2 separate regions of the Oryctolagus cuniculus genome follow, and region 2 is linked to region 1. The links are chromatin contacts, called in public Micro-C maps. All regions are on one chromosome and are shown on one strand. Each heading gives the region's core, a stretch centred on a gene start, on an enhancer-like site or on the middle of the called end of the contact. The rest is flanking DNA. Distances are from core to core; before and after follow the strand shown.

Region 1 (6,892 bases), core at 2,156-4,655:
TAGGAGTTGGGATCGCATCAGTCACGGACCACCACATGGCAGAATCAGGGTAAAAAATGCCGAAAGCCCACAAGCTAAGTTATTTGTTGTAGTGACTTTTGTCTTTTTGATGAATCCTGAGACAGTGGGGTGATATGGGCCACCAGTGTTTGCCGAAATCATTTTCATGTGAGGGTTCAGTGGTGCCCTTTGTGGTGTTGATATTTTCTTTTGTTTTTTGTTTCTTGCATTTTCCCATATTGTCTTTCATTCCTTGTTAAGGTACGTGTCAAATCCAGAACTGTGAGACATTTTCATTGTTTCTTTTCAAAAGTATATAGGCATGGTGCCTGGGTGCTAGGAAGCTGAAACTAACACTAACAAGGGTCAGGAGTGTTGGGGCAGCAAGCCCTTGGTGCCAGGGTCCTGATTGGTGTCTGGTGACTCTTGTGCTTCAGTGTGGCTGCAGAGGTCCCAGCAATCACACCCACATTCCAGTTGGCAGGCAGGAAGACGTGAAGGAGGGCACTGTTTTTAAAGTTTTATGTATTTAATTGAAAAGCAGTGAGATCTTTCATCTGCTGGTTCACTCCCCAAATGGCAACAATGGGTGGGGCTGAGCCAGACCAGAGCCAGGAGCTTCATCCGGGTCTCCCACGTGGGTGGCAGCCATATTGGAGTCCTGGGTTCAAGTCTCAGCTCCACCCTCCATTCCAGCTTTGCGCTAATGTGCGCTCTGAGAGGGCAGTGGGTGATGGCTCAGGTAGATGGGGCCTTGGCATGCACAGGGGAGACCTGGGTGGAATTCCTGGCTTCTGGCTGCAGCCTGGCCTAGCTCCAGCTGCTGCAGGCATTTGGGGAATAAAGCAGCAGGTATAATAGCTCTGTATCTCCCTGCCTTTCAAATAAAATAAGTAAAAATGAGGGGTGGGGAGAGATTAATAAAGGGACATCTTCAGAGGGCCATTGTGGTGAGGTGAGCTAACATCAGGAATCTGAACAGCGCTTAGTGCACGCACACATGCGCATTGGGGTGTGTGTGTGTGTGTGTGTGAGATCTGACTGTCACCATGTTTCCCAGGAAGGAGGAGGATGCTGGAGAAAGGGCTCAGAGGGTCTGAGCGCCCTCCCCCTCCTCCGTCCCACGGTGGTGCCGTGTGGGAGCCTGCGCTTCAGTGGGCTCACGGCCCTTGTGTTGGTCTTGCAGATCACTTTTGTCCAGAGAATGTGAACGACACGGCCAAAGAAACGTGCCTGAATTGGTTTTTCAAGATTGCGTCCATCAGAGAGCTCATTCCGCGATTGTATCCTTTGTGTGAGTGTGTGTGTGTGTGTGTGTGTGTATCCCATGATTTTCCGGATAGGCAGAAGGCACCACACGGTTCATTGAAGCCATGTGCTGGGATGCCCCTGAGATTCCTATAGAAAGCTGGGTCCCGTTACGGCTGCTGGCCCGAAAACCCAGTGCAAGCCACGCCGTGGGAGCCCTCGCTCGTGCTCCCTCTCTGTGCAGATGGCTTTTGGTTTGCCACTTGGAATACGATGCCACGTGTCCGCCTCTGCCACCTTGAGGAGCGGCCACACAGTCCTTCTCTCAGTCTAAACGCTGCGTCCTCCTGTGTTCTGTCTGCTCCCAGAAGATGGAAAGAGCAAGGCCTTCTTCGAACGCCAGCATGGGAGACCAGAGAATGTAACTTGCATACACAAATTATATCTTAGCTATATCAAGTTCCATCTCCCCTTCCCGCCATCCGCACCCCCAGAAAGCCTTGATCTGCGAGGCTTCCTTCTCAGATTAAATTTCAGTGCACAGCCAACAATGTAACATTTTCCAAAAGTCAAGTTCACAGAAAACCTTGAACTCCATCTGTGGAAATCACAAGCCCCTCCCTCCCTCCCTGCACTCCCTGCACTGTGGAGGGCCCCAGGGGCCTCCCTCCCCTCCCAAGACCCTCCTGGTTCTGCTCTCTGACTCCTGTAAGGAGTCGGCGACTTGGAAGATGTCTTCCTTAACGGAATGTTTTTGCAGTTATGTGGAAGCGTCTATCCTGAAGTGTAACAAGTTCCTGTCTAAGACGTAAGGTTCTTCTCTAACACCTAGACCCACCAAATGTCTAAAAATCCAGACATGCAAGCGTGTGCATGCGCGCGTGCACACACACACACATGCACACGCATGCACAAGCCCCATGGTGACATAACAGCAGCTGGCATTCACGGGGAACTAAGGGTGCAGAAGACCAGGTGTCGAGTCCAGACCGGGTGCCATATCGCAGATAACTCCTGATTGGATAGAATGTATCCCGAAGGTGCTGGCGGGACCCAGGGATGCCTGGGATTGTCTTGAGGGGAACGGGGAACGCGGGTGCTGAGGAAACAGCTGCTATGTCTGGCCAGTGGGGGCAGTGCCTTGGGCAGAGGGAAGTTCCCCGTGGCAGGAGAGAGGGACCAGAATATAGGTAGACGCGTGCCGTGCCATTAGGAGGGGATGGGTCACGGGGTAGATCCGTGCCACAGGAGTGCAAAGACAAGATGGGGGCTTCCAGTTGTTGAAAAGGAACTGGGGACAAAACACTGTTACAAATGAGTGGGGTGAACGTGGCCTCCAGCCCTGCGCGTGGGACACAGACGTAAGAACTCATTGAGCCAGGAACCTATCAGGGGGCAGGGCTGTTAGACACCCCCGGGCGCTCCGAAGCTCTGACCTTGGCAGGTTCCCCCCACCCCCAGGTTCAGGGAGTCGGGCTTTGTCTTGATTGCGTGTGTGTGACACCGCCCTCCGTGTCTCTCCAGGGGGATCTCCGAGTGCCTGCCGAGGCTGACCTGCATGATCCGAGGCATCGGGGACCCGCTGGTGTCGGTGTACGCCCGCGCCTACCTCTGCCGGGTAGGCTGAGCGCGCCCCCGTGGCTGCGTGCCACCCCCTTCAGCCCCCACATTGAGCTTCTCCTGCCTCGGCACCCCACCAGCCCCTAAAAGCAACATTTCATTAGCTGCTAATTTTAGAACCCGGCTCTTCCACAGAAAAGAGAGCTGCAGAGTTCCTCCTAAAAAAATTAGTTTCCAAGTAGACCAAGTTACCGGAGCTCTAATTAGGGGGATGTTTGAGGTCATCTCCTTAGATGTGAACTGGTTCCCCGAGTTAATTGTTTCCCGGTTCTTGGCTGGGAAGCAGGCTCCCGGGGCCTGTCGGGCCTCAGCGTGCTTGGCCCTGACTTGAAACATCGTGTTCCCTTTGCCTTGAGCTGGATGGCTTTATTTGTGATGTATCCTTGCTTGCAGCGAGTTGGCGAGGGCCCTCGGTAGGGCAGGGAGCAGTGCTGCGTGTGACGGCAGACCCCAGGGTCCCCAGGGCCCGGCCCCGGAGGGCTGCAGGCCCCCCTGGGATGGGTCCAGGGGCGCCTATGGGAAGCCACTTGGCCTCTCTCTCCTGTGAAGTACCACGAAACTTCAAGCTGCAGCTCTCCCAGGTTTTTTGTTGATGAGAAACAAGCCATGGAACGGGTGTGATTGTGACGCCTCCGCCCACACGGGGCCTTCCCTCTGTCCCATCACGCCTTGCGCCAAGCGGTACTGCAGGGGGTTGTCCCAAGTTAAAGTTGGAGCCTCCCCCGGAGCAGTTAAAACCAGGAACAGTTAAAACCCCCGGTTAGCAATTCAAGAATCTGGGGCAGCCAGCCTTTGATTTCCCTCCTCCCTGTGACATCCAGCAGGTGACAAGCCCTGAGGGCCTGCAGTGTCTCAGAGCACCCAGCCACCCCCTGGGAGTGAGTAATGCACATCCATCCTGAAGGCAGAGTTTTCTAGGTCTGTTCCTTGTTGCTGATTGTGAGAGGAGCACTCTTCCCTCTAAGGGCACCTGCTCCCCCCACCCCTGCAGCAGGCCTAATGCTGTACGCTTCCCCCTACTGGAAGCATGGGGGGGGGGCTTTTTTTTTTTTTTTTTTTTGACAGAGTGGACAGTGGGAAAGAGAGACAGAGAAAGGTCCTCCTTTTCTGTTGGTTCATCCCTCAATGGTCGCTGCAGCCGGCGCACCGCGCTGATCCGAAGCCAGGAGCCAGGTGCTTCTCCTGGTCTCCCATGCGGGTGCAGGGCCCAAGCACTTGGGCCATCCTCCACTGCACTCCAGGCTGGACTGGAAGAGGAGCAACCGAGACAGAATCCGGCACCCCGACTGGGACTAGAACCCGGTGTGCCAACGCCGCAGGCGGAGGATTAGCCTAGTGAGCCATGGCACCACCCTTTTTTTTTTTTTTTTTTTTAACATTTATTTCTTTGAAAGGCTGAGTTACAGAGAGGCAGAGAGAGAGGGGAGGTCTTCTGTCCACTGGCTCACTCCCCAGATGGCTGCAACGGCCGGAGCTGGGCAGATCTGAAGTCGGGAGCCAGGAGCTTCTTCCGGATCTCCCAAGTGGCTGCAGGGGCCCAAGGACTTGGGCCTTCTTCTGCTTTCCCAGGCTGTAGCAGAGAGCTGGATGGGAAGTGGAGCAACTGAGACTCGAACAGGTGCCCCTATGGGATGCCGGCACTGCAGGTGGCAGCTTTACCTGCTGTGCCACGGCATGGGGCGGGCTTCTTATCCAGGAAATTCAGGTATATTTCTGGAACCTTCAGCTCCTGAGTGTTCTAAAGTCTAGATGCTCTCAAGTGAGGGTCTGCTGAGGGCCTCCTGTGCGCGTCACAGCCTGCTGGATCCTGTGGGCGCATTGGCACTCACCCTGCACAGTCAAGGCGATTCTTTGACCTCACCTTGACCTCTGTTGAATAGGAGAGTAACGCATTGGACAAGGTCACTTGGTGCCTTAGTGAAGATGATTTCTGGTTATTAAAGAGAAACCAGCAAAGCAGAGAACACTCACTCTCCCTAAGCCTGTTGGGCTTTAACGTTTGCAGTTAGGGACATGAGCGGATGGAAGCTCCCGCGTGTCCTCGTCACAGCCTTTGAATGCAGATGCCCTGCGGGACAGTGGACATCGGAACGCGCTTCTCCGCTGGGTGGTTACTAAAAGCCTTTGGACGGAACAAGATGTGACCTGTGCGTAGCACTCTCAGCGGAAGTGGCAGAAGCCTGGTTCATCCGACCGGAAGCACACAGGGCACTTCCGGGCTCTTGTGTCAGGACTGCAGGCGTGGCTGGATCCAGGGCCTCCAAGAGTGCTGTCAACAGTCCGCTCCCCTCCCAGCTCTATCCCGCCAGCCTCAGAACCGTGTTGGGGAGAGAACTCTCGGTCCCCAGTCCATCCCCAGTCTCAGTGGCCTACCTTGCGTCATTCATCTACCCCTAGGCCAATCACTGTGGCTGTGGGAGGGATAGGCATATGGACTGGGCTTGAGTTACGGCTTGGATCGTGTGCTCAGCTTTGCAACCCAGGATGGGGTAGTTCCATCTCATGATACAGGGTGGGCAGCATCTGTTCTCTCCCACTAGCTCTCGGAGGCCCACGAAAATCCTGCGGTCTGTGTGGCCCACAGATGTCATCGATATCCAAACAGCCCTGGGGCAGAAGAAACGTTCCCCACCGTGTAGGAGGGTTGAGTTCCCCCCAGACACATCCAGTTCACCCCAACAGAGGCCTGGGGAACGGAGGCCGGGCGGGCACAGGCAGGGGTGGGGGATCTTGCGCTGTTGCCCTCGCTGCTGGGGTAGGATCTTTCAGACCCGAGCAGGTTACTGCGCTGCTCAGCTGGCGTGATGGGAGATAAACAAGCAACAGAGGCAGTGAGTGGGTCGGGCGTGGGGGAGCCGAAGCTGTTTATTAAAGGAAAGTGTGACTAGCTCCTCGCCTGCGTCATGGCCCCTTCAGCTCACCCCAGAATGCCTGTCCACCCGACTTGCCTTCGCTGTCACCCAACGGCTAATTATCGCCTCTTCCACGACCTGATAAAGTGAAAGGGAAGACAATAGACCCGGCACTTGTTGTTAATCTTTTTTTTTTTTTTAAATCTGTGCTTGTCCTTGCCAACATCCCTTCCCATCCCCAGCAACCATAGAGCTGCTCTCAGAGTTAACACATTTGTTTTTAACTGACTTGAGAGATCTTCCATTCCCTGGTTCACTTCCCAAATACCTGCACCAGCCAGGGCTGGGCCAGTCTGAAGCCACAGGCCCAGAGCCCAGTCCGGGTCACCCACGTGGGTGGCAGAGACCCGAGTACTTGAGCTGTCGCCTGCCGCCTCTCAGGGTGCACGTTAACAGGAAGCTGGAGTCGGAAGCAGAGCCAGGAGGCGAACCCAGGCCCTCAAACAGGGCTGTCTTTTTTTTTTTTTTTTAACTTCTCCAGAGGGTATCATGCCTGACATGAGGGGTTGTTTTTCCCGTTGCCAAGGTAACCTCTTTCTGCTTGGCCACAGGTGGGAATGGAAGTGGCACCGCACCTCAAGGAAAACCTCAACAAGAACTTTTTCGACTTCCTGCTCACATTCAAACAGGTAAGAGCCCGCTGGTGGCCAGCCAGGTCGCGGGTCGCAGCCTCCCAGCTCTCTGGAGGTGCGAACCCCAGAGAATCGCCCTCGGCCTGCTGTCGCCTGGCTAGGCGTGCTGGGTCAGTGTGCGAGCGGGAGCCTACGCCAGGCGCCCTCTGCTGCTGGCTGTGTTTCTACCAGGTTACCTGTGCACGCGGCTCGGCGGCTCGGGGAACTTGCTGTGCGGTTTTCTAGTTTGAGGAAAGCGACCAAGGCCCCAGGCTGGTTGGGTCCATCCCAGTGCTTGCAAGCCTGCGAGTTGCGTGAGTTTTGTTTGTTGCACGGTTGCCCACGCCTTTCCTAAGTGCTTCTCTGGTCTCATAGATTCACGGCGACACGGTGCAAAATCAGCTGGTGATCCAGGGAGTGGAGCTGCCGTGCTACCTCCCCCTGTACTCGCCCGCCATGGACTGGATCTTCCAGTGCATTTCCTACCACGCCCCCGAGGTG
Region 2 (6,892 bases), core at 2,241-4,740, 220 kb after region 1:
CCAGCGCCTGCCAGGTCAGCAGCGGCATCGGCATCGGAACTTCGCTCTCTTGAAAGCTGGTAATGGGGTGGGGTGGGAGGAGCCACAGGAACACGGAAAGGGAAAAAAACAAAGCAGGGCCAGTGTTGTGGTGTAGCAGGTTCAGTGCCCACCTGACACCCACATCCCTATCAGCGCGCTGCTCTGCTGGCAATCCAGCTCCTGGCTAATGCACCTGAGAAAGTAGCAGAGGCTGAGAGCCCAAGAGTTTGGGCCCCTGCTACCCATGGAGGAGACAAAGTACAGTCCCGGCTCCTGGGTTCCGCCTGGCCCAGCCCCGGCTGCTGGGGTCCTTTGCAGGGAGGGTGGGGGGAGGTGATGGCAGATGGAGGATTACTCTCTTTCACTGTGTCTTCCAAAGAAATAAACATTTTTAAAAAAAAGAAAAGAAAAAAGGAGCAGGTGGGGGTGGAATGGGCTTTTCTGCCTCTTGGTTCAGCACCCCCCTGGGTGCCTGGCACAGTTTAGCTTCAGAGTGGAGGACCTCAGTGGGCGGGAGACAGCTGTGACACTGATGGGAATGACCCAACCTCAGTCTGCCTCTCTGTAAAAGGGGTGTGGCTGGGGTGAACGTGCTGGACTCAGTGCCTGGCCCAGAGGAGGCCAGAAGACAATCACCCCGTCCTCCCGATGGGACACGAAGGCAGAGGTCACGGTCACGCAGTTTGGCCACAAGCATTCCTGGTGTTCACGGAACGAGCAGGGGCCACGGCTTACTTTTCCCAGCTCCTGACCCCAAGGCCTCTCCAGCGCCCTCCTACTCTGACCACCCACGTCTGGCAGAAGCCCAGGACGTGGCTACAGAGGCGGCCTCCTCACGCAGCCCAGCGTTCCGCTCTGTTCCAGCCCCCTCCGCCCGAGCCGGGAGCCGCCGGTGACTTCCTGCACTGCCAGATTAAACCGCGCCAGGCTTCCTGACACTAAACTCTTTTCCAGACCTGCGCCTCTCACCTTCTCCCATCTTTCCCAAGTCCCAGAGTCTCCTAATCCTCACTCCCCAAGGCTGACCAGCACCCCCCCCCCCAGACTTGGAAGAACACAAGCTCCAAGACTTCATGAATATGCAAAGCAGCTGAGGTCCGTAAATAAAAGCAATCATTTAAATGCAAATTGTATCCTTGGCTGTCCGTTCCAGCGTGGACGGGTTCCTCTCAGGCTGTAATTCTGGGTGGAAAATGTGACTAACACGGAAGGCGTCCGCAGTGGCGCTTACGGGGGCCTGGGCTCGGGGCGGGGGGCTGGTTAGTGGGGAGTGGGTTTTAAAACCTGAGCCACGCCTCAAGGCGCTCCCCACGGCTGGACAAAGGCCCTTGGAGACTTCCTCCAGTGCCAGTCCCAAAGCCAGAACGGAGGACAGGCTGCCTTGCCTCCAGATCTGTCTGGAGAACTATTTTTTTTTTTTAAACCAGATCCCACAGCCCCCTGCTCAGAACTCTTCGGAGACTCACTGGCCCAAGCAGAACAAACCCTCAGCTCCCTCGGGCCTGAAAGACGGTGGTCAGCTGGTCCCCGCCGCTGCCACCCCCAAACCTGCCTCCGCTTCCCAGCCACAATGGCCTTTGTTTGGGTCCTCTGAGCTCAGTGCCACTGCTGAGCCTTTCCCAGGGCCTGGCTCAGGCTTTCGCCACGATCTGGGGGTGGGGGGTGGGGGGGATTGCTCAGCTCCAGGGTCCCGCCCCCGCAGGGATTAGCACGGACAGACACCTTGTCGCCCCTCTCCCTGGGGATGGTTACCTCCACTGTTGAGGGTGGGCTTGAGCACCTGCCCAGCCTGGAGAGCGGAGGGTGGGGTGGGGGGTTTATATAAAGGCAGCGCCCCAGCCCCCTCCTTCAGATCACAAGTTACCAAGCCAAGAGTCTGAGCTTATCTGTCCCGGCAAACCCCACCGTCTGCAGCCCCCGTCCCCAGATGGAGACTCCCGCCGCACGCCTCCCAGGCTCAGCTGCCCCTATCAGACCTGGAACTCCACAGCCTGCGTACAAACCTGGCGGGCACCAGGGCTCCCGGCCACCAGGTGCCAGTTCGCATTTGATTTCCGTGCCGTGCGCACGCAGTGTAACTCAGTCTGGACACTCCGAGGGCCCCTGGGCTCTGCCAAAGAAACTTCTGAATTAAGGTTCTTTGGCTGCACGGCCGGGTTTTTTGTGCCAGGTTCCCCCCTCCCCCACTTCTCGCTCCGTCTTTGCGGGGGGGGGGGGCAGGGCTGCTCGTGCGAGGCTCAGGTGCTCCCCATCCTGGCCACCGTGGAGTGTGGGCTGGGGCCGCAGGCCGGGACGCACGGCCGCCACACTCCAGGGGCCTTTGTCCGCGCTCCGAGGACCGCCCCCTTAGCGAACCGGGGACAAGTGGGGCGTGGGGGTGAGGGGAGCTGGCTAGGACTGGGAAGGAACGCCGCAGGGGGCAGTCCTCTGGCGCAAGGTCGGCGCGCCCCTCTCCGGCTGGTGAACCAGGTGCAGCCGGAGAGCAAGGTGCAGGACCCCCCCCTCCCCCAGCCGTGCTCCTCTTACTGCCCAGGCTGTCCGGGTCCCCGGATGTGTGTGGGGCACTCCAGGGGCTGGGAGTCCGTGTCCCTAAGCGGAGAGGACACAGCACTGAGCGACTTCTTAGCTCCAACCTGACCGCCTCTCCGAGGGCCGAGCGCCCGGGGTCTGGCGTGGAAACTCCACTCCCCGCCCCCTCCCACACACACTCCTCCCCCCCCCCGCCTCCTCCAGCCCCCACTGGACCCCAAGGCCAGGTCTCCGCTCTGCCTCCTTTTCCCAAGCAACGTTCCCACCCCGTCGGGCCGTTGTCCAGCTCTGCGCGGCCCGGGCCGGCTGCGAACGTGGCCCCCAGTCCCGCGACAGGCAGGTGCGGCTGCTGGACCCCCGAGTCCGACCCCCGCTCCCCCAGCAGCCCCCACCCGTCTGGCGCGCGGCCCCGGGCCCAGCCCGCGCGGCTCCTCTCGCACGACCTGGGGACGGCTGGGCTCCTGCCCTTCAGCTGGGGCCGCCCCCAGAGCCTCCTCGGGGACTCGACCTCCATCTGGTCTGGATCCACAGGACCCCTCCCTCTGAGGGGCCCCCAGCCCCGCTCCGCGCTCTGAGGCTCCTCTCTCGCTGCCCTGGGGTCCCCCGGCCGGAATCAAACACCTCCCCCACTCGGCAGGTTAACCCTGGGGTGGCGTGGGAGTGGGGGGTGCTTAGGAAACCGCAAGACGCGCCCCCTGCAAATCTTCCCAAGTCCACGGCGGGAAAAGTTTTCCGGGGTCCCCGCAGCGCCCTCCACCGCCTTGGCGCGGCTCGCACTCACCGACGCCCGCGGCCCCGCGGCGCCGGCGCTCCTGCTGGCCCTGGCCCGAGTCACATCCCTGCGGCGCGGCCGCGGCTCCACTCCGCGCGCGCACACCCGCCCGCCCGCCGCTCCGGCCTCACTGCATCGCGCTCCGAGCCGCCGCCGCCGCGCGAGGCGCCCCCTGGCCCGGCTCGCGCTGCTGCAGCACCGCGGCCCCGCCCCGGCCCCGCCCCCCGCCCCTAGCCCCGCCCTCCTGGGCCCCAGCCCCGCCCCCGATCCGAGCCCCGCCCCCGAGCCCAAGCACCGCCCCCAGGCCCGAGCCCCATCCCTCTCGGTTCCGAGTCCCGCTCCCCGGGCCCGAGCCCACCGCCCGTTCCCGAGCTCCGCCCCTCCACCGAGCCCCGCCCCCGGGCCTAAGCCCCGCTCCCCGGTCCCGAGCCCCTCCCCTAGCCCCGCCCCCGAGCCCAAGCCCCGCCCCCGTCCCGAGCCCCATCTCTCCCGGTTCCGAGCCCCGCTCCCGGGGCCCGAGCCCACGGCCCGTTCCCGAGCTCCGCCCCTCCACAGAGCCCCGCCCCCGGGCTCGGGCCCGAGCCCCGCCTCAGGACCCGAGTCTCGCCCCTCCCAGTCCCGAGCCCCGCCCCTCCGCCGAGCCGCCCCCCGCCCCCGAACCCGGCAGCCGCTCCGTCCGGTACCCGGTGCAACGCGCGCGCACCAGGGGCGCAAGCTCCAAGCTCCTGGCCCGGAGCGCAGAGGGCCGCCCGCCTCCCGCACCCCAGGCCCACACACATCCCGAGGGACACCCCCACAGGGGGATCCCAGGGCAGGAGGGCGCGCTCTGACCTGGGCACCCACGCAGCAGACCCCGACGCGCGTCCCGAAGTCCTCCCGGCCCCCGAGGCTTGGGCTCGCCTAGAGGGGTTCCCCGGGTGTACCCCTGCGCCTCCCCACCCGCGGCGCGTGCGTGTCCCTGTGCGCACACGCCCTCCTGGCGCACCCGCTCCTCCGTGGCCGCCGCCGCCGGGGGACTTGCTAGGAGGGCGGGTCCTGGGCAGGCTCCCCTCGGCGCTGCGCCCCCTCCTCTCCCACCCTGAGACCCCCTACCCCGGCCCGGGACGCTGAGCTCCCCGGGGGAGCCCTCGGCCAGCGACCCAGCGCCTGGCCTAGGTTTCCGGCCCTAGGGCCAAAGCCGGATACGGGGGCATCAACGCCCTGCACCCCGGTCGCAGCCTTGGAACACTCGAGGGAGACCCTGTCCCCGTTTGGGGGGGGGGGTCTCCGCCGGCCGCACGATTGGAAAGTGGGCGAGCACCGCCACCTGGTGGTTCGCTGCGGGACTGACGCCCACAGCAGGTTGCCGGGGTCCTTAGTGACTGCCCCGCCCAGCACCACACCTGGAGTCATGAAGGCCGTGGCCCAGGCGTTCTCAATCCTGGCTCCTCACATTCACCTGAGTCGTTCCAAGAGCGTACCCGAGGGCCGGCATCATGGCACAGCCGGTAAAACCGCCACCTGTGACGCCGGAGCCCATAGGAGCCCTGGTTCGAGTCCTGGCTGCTCCACTTCCGATCCAGCTCCCTGGGAGCCCAGCAGAAGATGGCCCAAGTCCTGGGGGCCCCTGCCACCCCCGAGGGAGACCCGGATGGAGTCCAGGCTCCTGGCTTCAGCCTAGTCCAGCCCTGGCCATTGTAGGCAGGATGAACCAGCAGCTGGAAGATCTCTCTCTCCCTCTCCCTCTCCCTCTCCCTCTCCCTCTCCCTCTCCCTCTCCCTCTCTCTCTCCCTCTCTTTCTCTGTAACTCTGCCTTGCAAATAAATAAGGAAATCTTTTTTAAAGAAACAGTGTTCATAATAGGACTAAAATCGTATTTTCCCCTCTCCTCTCCATGGTCTGCAACACACCGTGGAGTCTCCCAGCCGCTCTGAAACGGGTGACCTGGGCCAGGGCCACAAACTGGCTTTTCGTTTTGGAAAATGGAGGGTTTTTAAGAGAGCTTTTAGGTTAATAAGTAATGGATGCATTGCTTTTAAATGCTTTGATAAACGTTTAAAAAATCCCGGGGCCTTCATTTAAAATAGAACGTGTGAACGCCTTCCCCATAGGACCTCCCGCTGGCCCATTGAAATGGTCCCGGTCCCCTGGGGGCTGGGCGCCACTCTGTCTCAGCCAGATCCATGCACTAAGCTCTCCCCTCCCGGAGCCTCCGTGAATTTTTGGGGGGGGGGGGTCAAAGGGTCACAAGCCCAGGCAGTTTGAGAACCACTGTGCGTGGCATTCCTATCCAGAGCTTTCTCTCCGAAAAGTCAGCTTGCTAGCTGGGAGAACGCTGCTTCCATGACACTCACTGAGTCAGTCAACAAACACTGCCAAGGCCCGGGCCTGGTGCTGGGGGCACAAGAGAGGACAGGACGCTGTCCCCAAGGACCTGCAGCAGGCAGGGCTGGGCCACCCCAAAGCCAGGAACCCAGCACGCAGTCGGGGTTTCCTGCGTGAGTGGAGGGGTCCAGGGGCCTGAGCCAGCACCTGCTGCCCCCCCCCCCCCCGCCGCCCAGGAACAGGAAGCTGGGGGCGGGCGGAAGTCAGGACTTGAACCAGGGCCCTGGTTGGGGGGGGGCACAGGTGTCCTGCCAGCTCCCGCTCCTTTATTCCTGCGGTGTGGCCGGGCCTCCCCCGGGGAGCGGGAGGTGTGAGCTCTGCCTGGGGGAGGAGGGGTGCGCTCCTGGTCTCCGCCTCCCCACTATGCTCTCCCCCTTCCCATCCTCTCCCCCTGCGGGAAGCTGGCCTGTGGGGTCCCCCCCACACGGAGCCATTCCGTCACACCAGCTCGGGGGCCCCGTGACCCAGGGACCACGTACCTGGAGACAGCACGAGATTGCGTAGGCCAAGGGCTCCGGCCGATAGACGTCCCTGCGCAGGTGCCAATCACAAGCCCGCGTGCTCGCTGGGGTCCGAAGTGGGGGCTCGGGGAGCCTGCTCTCTCTTCCACCACGAATCGGCCTCCCGCGGTCAGTCGTGGACTCGGGATGAATAAAGGGTGGAGTTCGCGCTCGCAGCTCCCAGGAGGGGTTCTTCCCCACAGTGGCGGGCCCCAGGGAGGCTTGCCAGGGCGCTGGCCCCGGGAAGGGGACGCACTCGCTTCCTGGGCGACAGAATACACAGGCCCGACGGGGCGGGGGCGGCGCCTGGGCAGGAGGTGCAGACTCACGGGGCTGCTGGGCCGGCGCAGGACGGGCGCTGTGATGGGGGTGGGGGCCTGCCGGCCGGGACAAGGCCTGGAGACAGGCAGGGGTGCCTCTCTGCCCCCAGAGAGAGACCAGGACCCTAGGTCTGCGCCGCAGCAAATCTGCCCGGCCCGAGTCCAGCTGGGCTGCGGGGAGGCCCAGGGTGGCCACAAAGGGCAAGGGAGGGTCCGGGGGTCAAGACTCCAACCCTTTTACTTGCATTCCCCTGTCTTTAAGTGACCTAATCTTCTTTAGAGATTTTATTTATTTATTTGAGAGGCAGAGAGGGAGGGAGAGAGAGAGAGAGAGAGAGAGAGAGAGACAGGTCTCCCATCCACTGGTTCACTCCCCAAACGGCTGC

The links. Hi-C and Micro-C count contacts between places; a contact is called where the count stands out from the background.
Region 2: a Micro-C map of ear pinna shows a contact between it and region 1, with 7 times the contacts expected there. The contact joins the promoter of GPRC5B here to the enhancer-like site in region 1. A contact is called at or near these places in 3 of 6 Hi-C or Micro-C datasets (ear pinna, psoas muscle and an unstated tissue).

Annotation. Positions count from the first base shown.
Region 1 is chr19:21,575,141-21,582,032 of mOryCun1.1, forward strand. It overlaps VPS35L (VPS35 endosomal protein sorting factor like), which reads left to right. Exons shown (of 31, transcript XM_002711807.5): 10 at 1,187-1,283; 11 at 2,009-2,056; 12 at 2,773-2,866; 13 at 6,332-6,409; 14 at 6,767-6,889. Among named protein-coding and RNA genes, the nearest start is that of VPS35L, 29 kb to the left of the region's middle. Within about 2 kb of position 3,406, at least 1 of the 8 cell types and tissues checked has an H3K27ac peak or open chromatin away from gene starts, as enhancers often do. A contact at or near this core is called in ear pinna, where this site is marked.
Region 2 is chr19:21,797,185-21,804,076 of mOryCun1.1, forward strand. GPRC5B (G protein-coupled receptor class C group 5 member B) reads right to left here and starts at 3,491. Exons shown (of 4, transcript XM_051847465.2): 1 at 3,332-3,491.